Regions from separate parts of the Capra hircus genome. Here region 2 is linked to region 1. Evidence: chromatin contacts called from public Hi-C data. All regions are on one chromosome and are shown on one strand. The core of a region is the stretch at or near the end of the contact, and the rest is flanking DNA. Distances in the headings are between cores, read along the strand shown. Region 1 holds the start of ABTB2 (ankyrin repeat and BTB/POZ domain-containing protein 2). Region 2 overlaps ABTB2 (ankyrin repeat and BTB/POZ domain-containing protein 2).

What was found. A called contact is a pair of places that touch in the nucleus more often than the background predicts.
Region 2: a Hi-C map of blood shows a contact between it and region 1, with 4 times the contacts expected there. The contact joins the enhancer-like site here to the promoter of ABTB2 in region 1. A contact is called at or near these places in 4 of 5 Hi-C or Micro-C datasets (blood and liver).

What each region holds. Positions count from the first base shown.
Region 1 is chr15:17,993,463-17,999,323 of ARS1.2, forward strand. It overlaps ABTB2 (ankyrin repeat and BTB/POZ domain-containing protein 2), which reads left to right and starts at 4,269. Exons shown (of 17, transcript XM_018059255.1): 1 at 4,269-5,593. The coding sequence starts at 4,711.
Region 2 is chr15:18,155,417-18,161,097 of ARS1.2, forward strand. It overlaps ABTB2 (ankyrin repeat and BTB/POZ domain-containing protein 2), which reads left to right. Exons shown (of 17, transcript XM_018059255.1): 4 at 2,691-2,843; 5 at 4,139-4,304. Among named protein-coding and RNA genes, the nearest start is that of NAT10, 67 kb to the right of the region's middle. Within about 2 kb of position 2,080, at least 1 of the 5 cell types and tissues checked has an H3K27ac peak or open chromatin away from gene starts, as enhancers often do.

The sequences.
Region 1 (5,861 bases), core at 3,019-5,518:
CCTTGCAGTGCAATTTAACATTCACAGGATTCTGGAATTTACTGGTAGGCATGCAGTTTCCCTGGTGGCTCAGACAGTTAAGTATCTGCCTGCCGTGTAAGAGACCTGGGTTCAATCCCTGGGACAGGAAAACCCCCTGGAGAAGGGTCTGGCTACCCACTCAGTATTCTTGCCTGGAGAACCTCATAGACAGCCTGGCAGCTACAATCCATAGGGTAGCAAAGAGTCGGACACGACTGAGCGGCTAACACTTTCACTTTCATGCAGAGTTCTAGAGAACAGCAAGGAGAGATAAGAAGGCCTTCCTAAACGAACAATGCAGAGAAATAGGGGAAAACAACAGAATGGGAAAGATAGAGATCTCAAGAAAATTGGAGATATAAAGGGAATATTTCATGCAAGGATAGGCACAATAAAAGACAGAAATGGTAAGAACCTAACAGAAGCAGAAGAGATTAAAAAGAGGTGGCAAGAATACACAGGAAAATTATACAAAAAAGGTCTTAATGACCCAGATTACCATGATGGTGTGGTCACTCTCCTAGAGTGAGACATCCTGCAGTATGAAATCAAGTGGGCCTTTGAAAGCATTATAACAAACAAAGCTAGTGGAGGTGATTGAATTCCAGCTGAGCTATTTAAAATCCTAAAAGATGAGGCTAGTAAAGTACTGCACTCAATATGCCAACAAATTTGGAAAATTCAGCAGTGGCCATAGGACTGGAAAAGGTCAGTTTTCATTCCAATTCCAAAGAAAGGCAATGCCAAAGAATGTTCAAACTACTGTACAACTGCACTCATTTCACATGCTAGCAAGGTAATGCTCAAAATGCCTCAAGCTATGCTTCAGCAATAAATGAACCAAGAACTTTCAGATGTACAAGCTGGATTTAGAAAACAAAGAGGAACCAGAGGTAAAATTGCCAACATTCATTGGATCATAGAAAAGGCAAGGAAATCCAGAAAAAATATCTATATGGTTCAACTCTCACATCCGTCCATGACTGCTGGAAAAACCTTAGCTTTGGCTATATGGACCTTTGATTGCAAAGTAATGTCTCTGCTTTTTAATATGCTGTCTAGGTTTGTCATAGCTTTGACATCCTTTGAACCATAAAGAAGGCTGAGTGCCAAAGAGTTGATGCTTTTGAATCGTGGTGCTGGAGAAGACTCTTGAGAGACCCTTGTACAATAAGGAGATCAAACCAGTCAATCCCAAAGGAAATCAACCCTGAATATTCACTGGAAGGACTGATGCTGAAGCTGAAGCTCCAATACTTTGGCCACCTGTTGCAAACAGCTGACTCATTGGAAAAGACCCTGATGCTGAGAAAGATTGAAGGCAAAAGGAGGAGGGGGGCATCAGAGGATGAGATGGTTAGATAGCATCACTGACTCAATGGACATGAATCTGAACAAACTCTGGGAGATAGAGAAGGACAGGTGAGTCTGGCATGCTGTATTCCATGTGGTCGCAAACAGTTGGACACAACTTAGCGACTGAACAACAGCAACAAATGTTTGATTCTTTTACACTTCAAGTCATCAAGTAACTTGAATATATTAAGATAAATCCCATATGCTCTTTTCCTCCAAGATACATTCCAGATAGTTTCCTAGATAACCTTTCCATTCAGTAAGTTCCCTGTCTTAAATTTCCCGTTGTCATATTTGTTACTTTTTAAATTAAAAAAAATTGTTTAATTTACAATGTTGTGCTGGTTTCTGCCATACAACAAGGAGAACTCAGTGATAAATAAATATATACATATGTGTGTGTTTTCAGTCGTGTCTGACTCTGCAATCCCATGGACTATAGCCTGTCAGGCTCCTCTGTCCGTGGAATTTTCCAGGCAAGAATATTGGAGTGGGTTGCCATTTCCTTCTCCAGGGGATCTTCTCTACCCAGGGATTGAACCCCTGTCTCCTGCATTGGCAGGAGATACTTTACCACTGAGCCACCTGGGAAACCCCTTAGCTTCATACAGGTAATGTATATTTATTGAAAATTTTCTTTACCAACAATGGTGAAATCAAGACCCAAACTACAAAACATGATGGCAATTGATGCTTATAAAAAATAATGCGAAGGGTTATGTTTCACAGATTTGTGCAAACTTCTTTCAAATCTCAGTCTGTCCTTTTATCAAAGAGGAGATCGCAGCATCTGTTATTCCTTGTGATTTAATAGTTTAAAAAAAACCCTGCATTCCATTGACAAAAAAGAAAAAGCTTTGCTTCCAAACAGCACTAGTCTTCAAAGTGACTTTTCCCCAACATAAATATAGAAAATAGCCTTTATTAGATGTCGCCTGATGCAAGCGCAGCCTGGGAGGTCTGAATATATACATATGCCCCCTCCCTCTTGATCCTTCCTCTCCCCCTCTCCATACCACCCCTCTAGGTCCTCACAGAGTTCCAGGCTGGGCTCCTTGTGTTATATAGCCGCTTCCCAGTCGCTACCTATTTTAGGGTTAATTTTTTATGGAGGCGCAGAACAAAATGATTTTAAAAAAAGAAAGAAAACCCGATTAAAAAAAAAACTTGGCCGAATTTATTTTCTCTAAATGTCCATTAGAGGGCGACATTTGCTTTGCTATTATATTTCCCCTAATAAGATTTAAATCGCATCAAATTTCTTTTCACACTTTTAAACAAATTGAATATCCTTACCTACTTTGACTTCCTATCTCTGTTATAGAAGATGTAGTCACATCTTGTGTCCTCTTGATTTGGTCCCTGCGGACTTAGCATCGTTCATTAGTATCAATACTTCCAGCCTTGACGCCATTCCCAGTTGTAACCACCAGGTGGCGGTATTGCATAAATAAAGATGCGCTGGAAGGCAAAATTAAGTCGAAACTGCCAAAGCAAAAGGAGTTTCACCGGGAAAGGGCAATTAATTTAAGAAGCAGAGAGAGAAACCAGACATTTCTAGTTCGTATGCAACTCACGGCCCAAGGTCAAAACCCTGCGAGATATAGTACAAAGCAGCTATTCAAGAGCGCAGGAGGAGGCTGACCTGGGGGAAATGCTTGCACAATCTCCTCCTTGCTTTTGTGGCTCCACAGGAGGAGGCGTGTCCACGTTCGTGCACGTGTCTGTGACTAGTTACAGGACAGTGGCGGGCCAGGGTGGGACCGGGCATGGATCTGCTGGATACCGCCTCTGGACGAGTGCATAAGACAGGTTTACAACGGTGCTGCTTGGAGGTCAGCTCTCATTTTACCCCGGAAGGAAAGCGAGTGCTGAGCCGAGCAGAGAGCTCGCCTGAGGGCACACCGTTAGGAAGAGGTGCGTTCAGCCAGGTGTTCCAAGCCCAGGCCACAACTAGGGACGTTTTTCATTTTCGCACACCCATTACGCACGTGTGTAATACACTGCCCTCCCCCCCCCCCCCACAGCACACACACTCGGACACGAAGCACAAGAAGGACTCAACACAGCAAGCGGCTTTGTACAGTTTAACAGGAAAGTCACCGACTCTTGCAAATCTGATCAGTTAAGGCCTTCTCCCAGGAGTAGCACTCAGACTACTGCGTGTATAATATTTCAAGTGGCGTGGAGAGGTGAGGGCGGAATCGCAGCCCTCTGGAGGCTGTCCATTTATCAGATGCCAGATTAAGAAGAATTTCTATTCTGATTGGAGCCTAGAAAGCAATGTAAAGAAAACCAGACGGATTTGGAAAGAGAAGCAAACAGGGGCAAACTCCTCGCTCCAAATACAACTGGAGTTTCGTCTCGGGAAAGGGGGAGGGGCTTGGCAGAAATTCTTGAGAGAGGTGGGGCGTCTGACTTGGGTCCCCTCCCCCAGGCCTCGGTCCCCTCCCCTAGTCCCAAACCTTTTGCTCCCCTACCCTTACTCGACTCGCTGGCTTTTGGTGTTCGGCACCAAAAGGGTTTGAAAAGGAGCTGCGGACGCCCAAAGCCTGGACGGCGGGAAGGTGGCAACACACAGTGGCTTTTCCTTTACCTCTTTCTTTAATTCGTCAGCTCCCGAGCCTAACGTTTCGATCCCCCTTTTCCCAGCCGCCAGGTCGCTCACTCGCCATCTCCTTCCCCCTCCTCCACCGAGCCTTCGGCGGCTCCTCCAGACCCTCGGCCTCCAGCCCCGCCTCTGCTGGCGCTGGGTTTCACGGGCGGCGGAGTGAAATCAGCAAAGTGACCGCCCCTCTGGGAGATCATTGGTGCAGCCCCTGCCCGTCGCGGCCAATGATTGGTGGGCCGCCCGGGTTATTTGCATGCCGGCGGCAGCCCAGTACCCAGCTGTGCGGGCGGCTGGCTCCGCGCAGAAGTTTGCAGAGAGCTTTCTCGCCGGTCGGTCCCGGACTCGCGCAACCCCGGGAGCCGCCTCCTTCGATCGCCGCCGCCCTGTTCTCTCGGGATCCCTTCTCTGCGGAGGATAGACGCTCTGCTTCAGGGAAGTTGAGGTGGACCAGGGGGATTGCGGAGGAGGAGCAGCGGAGGATCGTTCCAGTGACAGCTCGGAATCGGGACGCCGGGAGCGTGGGGCTCTGGCCGCCGCGAATCTCGCCCACCTTCCTGCGGCCGCCGGGTAGGCGGGCTGGCGATGCGGCCGCCGAGCCCTGCGGTGCCGAGAGAAAGGAGGGCGCCCCGGAGAGCCTAGAGCTTGTTTCTGCCCACTTGGGGAAGGGCTCATGGAGTTGTGAGCGCCCCTCCCTCGGCGAGGCCGCCCCGGGCAGGCTCCCCATGGCCGGGACGTACAGCTCCACTTTGAAGACGCTGGAGGACTTGACCTTGGACTCCGGGTATGGGGCCGGGGACTCGTGCCGCTCGCTCAGCCTCTCGTCCTCCAAGTCCAACTCGCAGGCGCTCAACTCTTCGGCGCAGCAACACCGCGGGGCGGCCTGGTGGTGCTACTCCGGCTCCATGAACAGCCGCCACAACAGCTGGGACACGGTGAACACGGTGCTGCCCGAGGACCCCGAAGTGGCCGACCTCTTCTCGCGCTGCCCGCGCCTGCCCGAACTGGAGGAGTTCCCCTGGACCGAGGGAGACGTGGCCCGGGTCCTTCGCAAAGGTGCCGGCGGCCGGCGGCAGCCCCTGTTCTCCGCCGAGGCGGTCAGGCGCCTGGCGGGGCTGCTCCGCCGGGCGCTCATCCGGGTGGCCCGCGAGGCGCAGCGCCTGAGCGTGCTGCACGCCAAGTGCACCCGCTTCGAGGTGCAAAGCGCCGTGCGCCTAGTGCACAGCTGGGCACTGGCCGAGAGCTGCGCGCTGGCCGCGGTCAAGGCCCTGTCCCTATACAGCATGAGCGCGGGCGACGGGCTGCGCCGGGGCAAGTCTGCGCGCTGCGGCCTCACCTTCTCAGTGGGCCGCTTCTTTCGCTGGATGGTGGACACCCGCATCTCCGTGAGAATCCACGAGTACGCGGCCATCTCGCTCACCGCCTGCATGGAGAATCTGGTGGAAGAGATCCGGGCCAGGGTGCTCGCCAGCCAGAGCCCCGACGGCGGAGGGGCCGGAGGCGGGGAGGTGTCCGCTGAGGCCCTGGAAATGGTCATCAACAATGACGCCGAGCTCTGGGGCGTCCTGCAGCCCTATGAGCATCTCATCTGCGGCAAGAACGCCAATGGTAAGCGCGTGGGCTCTGGACCCGTGGACTGGGTTGGAGGGAAGTCCAACCTGGGCTACGCAGGGGGTGAATTTCCTAGGACTAAGGAGAGTCAAGACCTGAGAGAAAGCGCTTGGTCTTTGGGTAGTGGAGTTCATTAAAGAGTCTTTTCCGAGGTTGTTCTTTCCGCGACTGACTTTCGGAGGGGAAAGTAGTGGTTGATCTGCTTCCTGTTGTGCGTCGTGTTGTCGCCGTTGGGGGCCATTCACTGATTGAACCTCTTGATGAA
Region 2 (5,681 bases), core at 830-3,329, 160 kb after region 1:
CACATCTCCAGCTAAGTTGGTAAATTGGAGGCTTAATGAACCAGTCCCCAGTATCTGCCCACCAGTTACCAATACTCTATCTTTTCACGTGCCGAGTTGTAAGAGGCACAAGTCTGGGGAATGCATCATGACACCATCTAATTAGACTTCATGGTTTCCTGAGTTCCCTCTCGGATTTCCCATAGGGCAGCTGGGAGATGCTGCTCAGAGCGTTTGTGGCCACACTTGGCTCTTTGTCTTGGCTGTTGGCCACAATAGGGAAGAATGGCTGGCACATCCGTGAACTATCTTTTTGCTTACCCTTCAGTCTCCAGTGCTGGTAGATTACATAAAGCCTTCCCCTTGAATCAGGACTGATATGTAGATGTATGTCTCTAAGCTTACCTTGCAGCACTGTGGTATAAGAACTGTAAAATTCCAAAATATTTGGGGGGGATTCAAATGGGCATTCACAACCAAGGAAGATCTTATAAACAGGAGGGTAATTCACAAATGAATTGTGGTTCCTTCCTGGATTCTACAAGCTCCCCATTAAGGGTCCTGCCTTCCCACTCTTAACTAGTCTACATTGTGCCCTTGAAAAGTACATGTTTTTTTTTTTTTTTTTCCTGGGCAGAAAGAGGACTTGGTCCAGAACTGAAAACTCGGATGTATTCTGCCACATTCCTGATGCTTAGCCATCCTTTCAGTATTCAACTTAACTGAGGATCTGTTGTTTCCAGGCCCTATGCCTGGTATACTTTGGAGAGGGATGGTAGAGGCATCATTCTTGTCTAAAGAGAAATAGTCTAGTCATGAACATGAGACATATTTATTCTCGAATAGAATTCTAAGGGATCTTGGAGAAGGAAGAGTATTTTCATTGGAGAAGGGATGTGGGAAGGCCTCTAGAAAGAAGTGGCATTGGAACCAGTCCTTGAAGGATAAAGAGGATCTGGATGAGCAGAGGTGAGAGCTGGTTCATTCTTTCGAGGAGATGGGGACAGCCAGGGTGGGCTTGAGAACCATGAATGCCTGATGGTCTGGTGTGTCCTGATGAAAGGTTTGAGCCAGGGCTGGAAAGGAAGTTGGGGTGATGTTCTAAGCATCCCTGAAGGCCAGGGCTGCAAGCCTTCCCCAGCCTTTGGCCACCTTGTCATCATAGCAGCTGGTACAGTTAACACACTTTGGGCTTCCCTGGTGGCTCAGACGGAATCCGCCCATAATGTGGAGACCTGGGTCCGATCGCTGGGTTGGGAAGATCCCCTGGAGGAGGGCATGGCAGTCCACGCCAGTATTCTTGCCTGGAGAATCCCCATGGACAGAGGAGCCTGCTTGGCTATAGTCCCTGGGGTCACAAAGAGCTGGACATGACTGAGTGACGAACCACACAGTGCACCAGTGAAATGATTCAAATCTAGGTGTATTTTCAGAACGCCAGAACCAGGACATCAAAATAACTTCCAAATGAGCCACTTTTACAAACCCCATCTGATTATCTTATTAAATAAATAAATAAAAGGCATCCTTTGCCCACAAGGAGAGAAGCTTTGAAAACTTTGAAGATGACCTAAGCTTTTGGAAACCTTAGGGAAGTCTCGTGAGGACATTCCCCGCAGGTGGTTTACTCAGAAGCTGAGGAGAAAGGATGGAGGTCTTCCTCCTGGACAGAGTACCTCTCTGCCTGTCTGAGGAAAAGATGGTAACAGCAGGAACCTAACGCATGAGGAGCCCAGGGTATCAGAGGAAGTTGGGGGGGTGTGGATGGGGGCTACAGGCATGAAGCCAAGACCAGCTATCAGGGCCCCTCTGCAACGTGAGGTCTGCTAGGCTGTGGAGCATTCTGAGGTCTCACTGTTGGAGACCAGAACAGGCAGAGGACAGACAGACAGGAGTCCAGCTTGGTGGGGAGGGCAGGGACCAGCTCTGAGTGGCAGAGCCACCATATTGCTCCACCAGGGGGCAGTAGTCACCTTCCTGTGAATGGCGCCCCCTGGTGGCCCACAAAACACCCGCGGCAGGTGCCCCCTGAGTTTGTAGCTCGGAAGCCTTGCTAAGCTGCCTCTCCCGGCCGCCGAGCTGCCTCACACCATGGCCATGGTGTGACATAGGCCCTGGGGCTCCCTCCCTGGAGGACCTGGAGCACCACGGGGCCGCCCAGCCTGCCACAGGAAGTGACTAGATCCACCTCAGCCCAGGGGTCAGTTGAGGGAGCGGCTGTCAGCCATGCATGTATAGTGTGATATGCGTCATCTCACTTGGCCTTCCAGTAGTCCTGAGAGGTGGGGATCACCTCGTCTCACAAGTAAAGAAGGAAACCGCCTCGGGGTGTTGTCTGTGGTGATGAAGGGGCTCAGCAGCACACCACGGCCTGTGGGACTCTTTCCTCTGCCCCCGAGCACCCTGGAGGGCCCGCCTGAATTCTGTGGAGGGGGCAAGAGTCCCCAGTTCCTCTTGGGCCACCTGAGGCCCTCAGGCTCTGCTCGTGGCCCATGACAGGAATTCCTTCCAAGCCCTGACAGAGCTCCTGTGGAAGGGGACAGATCGGGGTCTCCCTGAGGAGGAAGGTCACGTCCCCTCCACGCCTCATGACTCTCCCCTCACAGAGGTCTATGGGGGGTGGGCCCAGCCTCCATGGCTGTCCTGAGAGGGGGTGCTCAAGGGGGCGCCTGCCCAGGCCTGACCCTCTCTCTCTCTCTGCCGCCCCCCAGGCCCTTCATGCTGCTGCCACCGCTGATGGAGTGGATGCGTGTGGCCATCACGTACGCGGAGCACCGCCGCAGCCTCACCGTGGACAGCGGCGACATCCGGCAGGCGGCCCGGCTGCTGCTGCCCGGCCTAGACTGCGAGCCCCGGCAGCTCAAGTATGGAACCGGGCAGGAGTGAGGTGGGGAGGGCCGGGGTAAACCCGCTGCTCCCTCACTCTCCTGGATCGGGAGGGGGCCAAAAGCAGGGGCTGCAGCCCTCTCGTTGGATCTGCTCTAAGGCGCTCTCTTCGTGAGCCCACCTGTTAGAACTGATCTGTTCTGGACCTGGGCTGCTCTCCAGTGTGTCCTCCACAGCCACGGGTCTTGGCACAGAGCAGACTCCCATTTGCATGCTGGGTGAGAGAGCGCTCACAGTGGGGCTGTTGGGGTACACAGCAGAGTGGGCCCTCCTCCCTGCGGTTGCCACCACTTTCTGGAGCACTTCCTAGGTGCAGGCCGGTGCTGAGCTCTCCTATTTTATGTGCATTTTCTCAACAACCTCAGAGAAGAAGGGGCTTTAATGCCCATTTTACAGATGGAGAAGCTGAGGATCAGGAGGAGCAGTAACTTGCCCACAGATGCTCAGCTAGCAAGCTGACCATGGCTCAGTTTGAAGCCAGGCCTGTGTGGCCCCAAGCCTGAGTCCTTAGTTTCCTTCCCAGTGTGCCTCTGTTGTGTTGGACTGGCCTCTTGAAGTTGTTCCAGAGGGACGGTCCCCTGGCCATCCTTGACCTGGGAGAGCCTCGCTTTGCCCTCCCCTTCTCTGTCTCCATTGTAAATGCCATGACCTTGTCCTGTGACACATGTTTTCTACTCTGTGGCCCAATCAAGGCTCCAGGCAAAAGCCACCTATTGAAAGCCCATGGCACACCCTCTGCAGACCATGGCCGTCCTTGGTAGGATGGCTTGGCTGCACCTGGGAGTCTGGTCCACTCTCTGCCACCTCTTTGGTGCTTCTGGGCCTCACCAGGAAGCATGGAGGGGAGAGGATGGGGCATCGAGGACTGGAACTTGGCCTCAATGACCATTCTTGAGAACGAGTACAGCCTACTCCGTGCAAAAAAAATACACAACCGAGTATTGTGTGTGGCCCAAGCCCCAACCAGAACTTCTTCCTCCTCAGAAAGTCCCCTGAGAGATCATTTTGTGGGGTATTTCATTTCTGATCATTGACAGCTCCCAAGAGCTCAGAGCACTTCTTTAGCATGTTTATAGAAAGCTGAAGCGTGTGCTCTTCCTGTCACCAAGCATGACAAGGCCAGTCACAGCCGATTAGATGGTAATTCCCTGTCCTCCCCGTCCACGCCATCCTCATGCCGCACATCGGCCTAGCACAGCGGTGTCACTTCTCATAGCGAGGTCATGTCTTAGCAGAAACAACCAGGCTTAAACACCTGGTCTCCTCTGCGCAGACCCGAATGCTGTTTCAGTTCCTTCCGGAGGCTGGATGCCCGAGCGGCTACTGAAAAATTCAACCAGGACCTGGGCTTCCGCATGCTCAACTGCGGAAGGACCGACCTCATCAGCCAGGCGATCGAAGCCCTGGGCCCCGACGGGGTGAACACCATGGATGACCAGGTGCGTTCCACGTGCTCCGCCAGGCAGGCTCAGGACCAGAGTCCGCAGTGATGAGCGGCTGCGGTAACCGGTGGTTCAGTCTGTTCTGTCCCAGACCTGAGACCCACCCACTCGGCTGTGTTTCTAAGAAGCGGGTTACTCCCGAATCATACTCTGCTGCCTACATAGATGGCCAACTCAAGAGACTTCCCAGGCACCTTGGAAATCGTTTGTAACGGGCATTCGGCTTCCCCTCACTGGAAGGCTGGAGGCTGTCCCAGATGGTGCAGGGCTGGGAGAACGTCCAGAGAAATCAGCTGGATAGTGAGCTAGGGATAATTATCACTGAGACTTGTACTAGGGCATCCTGTGTGCCATGCTCCAGTAGAAATCCTTGCCTTCATGAGTTAACATGCTAGAGGAGGAGGCCGATACTAAGAAACACAGAGTCATGAAATGCAGAGTATGTTAGTGAAAAGTGCTGATGCGTTAAATGAAGCCAGAAAAGGGGACAGGAAGTGTTGGAGGCAATGGAGGAGGCAGACTTTGACTGGAGTTTTTTGACCTGCTTTCTTTTTTGTTTTTGCTGTGAATAGCTGGCATTTATACAGCACTTCCTGTGTTCCAGGCACTGTTCTAAGCACTTTGCACAGATTAACTCATTTAATCTTGACCACAGCCCTGTGATGTAGGATTCATCCCCATTTTATAGAGAGGGAGACTGGGGTACAGAGCTCACACAACTAATGAGGAGCAGAGCTGGGATTAGAAGAACCCAAGCAGGCCAACCCCAGGCCCTTCCCCACCTGTGGGAGATGCAATTTTTATTTGATGCGGTTGCGTGAACTTCCCCGGGGTAATGGCACTGTAGTTTGGAAGTCCACACAGAAGCTTGGGGGAAGTTAAATGGCAGCTGAGAGGTCACGTAGCACTCTCAGATGAGATGGTGACATGGCAGAGGCTGTGATGAGGTGCCTGGTGAACCCAAGCCACAGTGGATTTTGGCAAGTCAGGCAGGAGCAGTCAGGGAAGGATTCTTCCCGAGTCATGCTGGAGGGAGAGGGTTGGGGGTGGATGCAGCAGAGAGGAGTGGGCGAAGGCATCCCGGGGAAGGGAGATGCTGGGGCCAGAGCATCGGGGTGGGACAGTCAGGCACGTGCTGGGACGGGAAACCACGAAGCTGAGGGAGTTGCTGCAGGAGGGCTCCGGGAGGTGACGGGCTGGGTGTCGCATCTCCCCAGGGTGCCTCTGTCGATGCGAGCTCCTGGGCTTTCATCCTGGGGGAGATGTCTTCCTCCTCCAGCAGCGGGGTGGGGAAGCCCATGGCCGCCAGCCTCACAGGGCTGGAGATTAGTCCTCCCATCAAGCTGCTTTACCCCTTGAGCCTGTCTCCTCGCC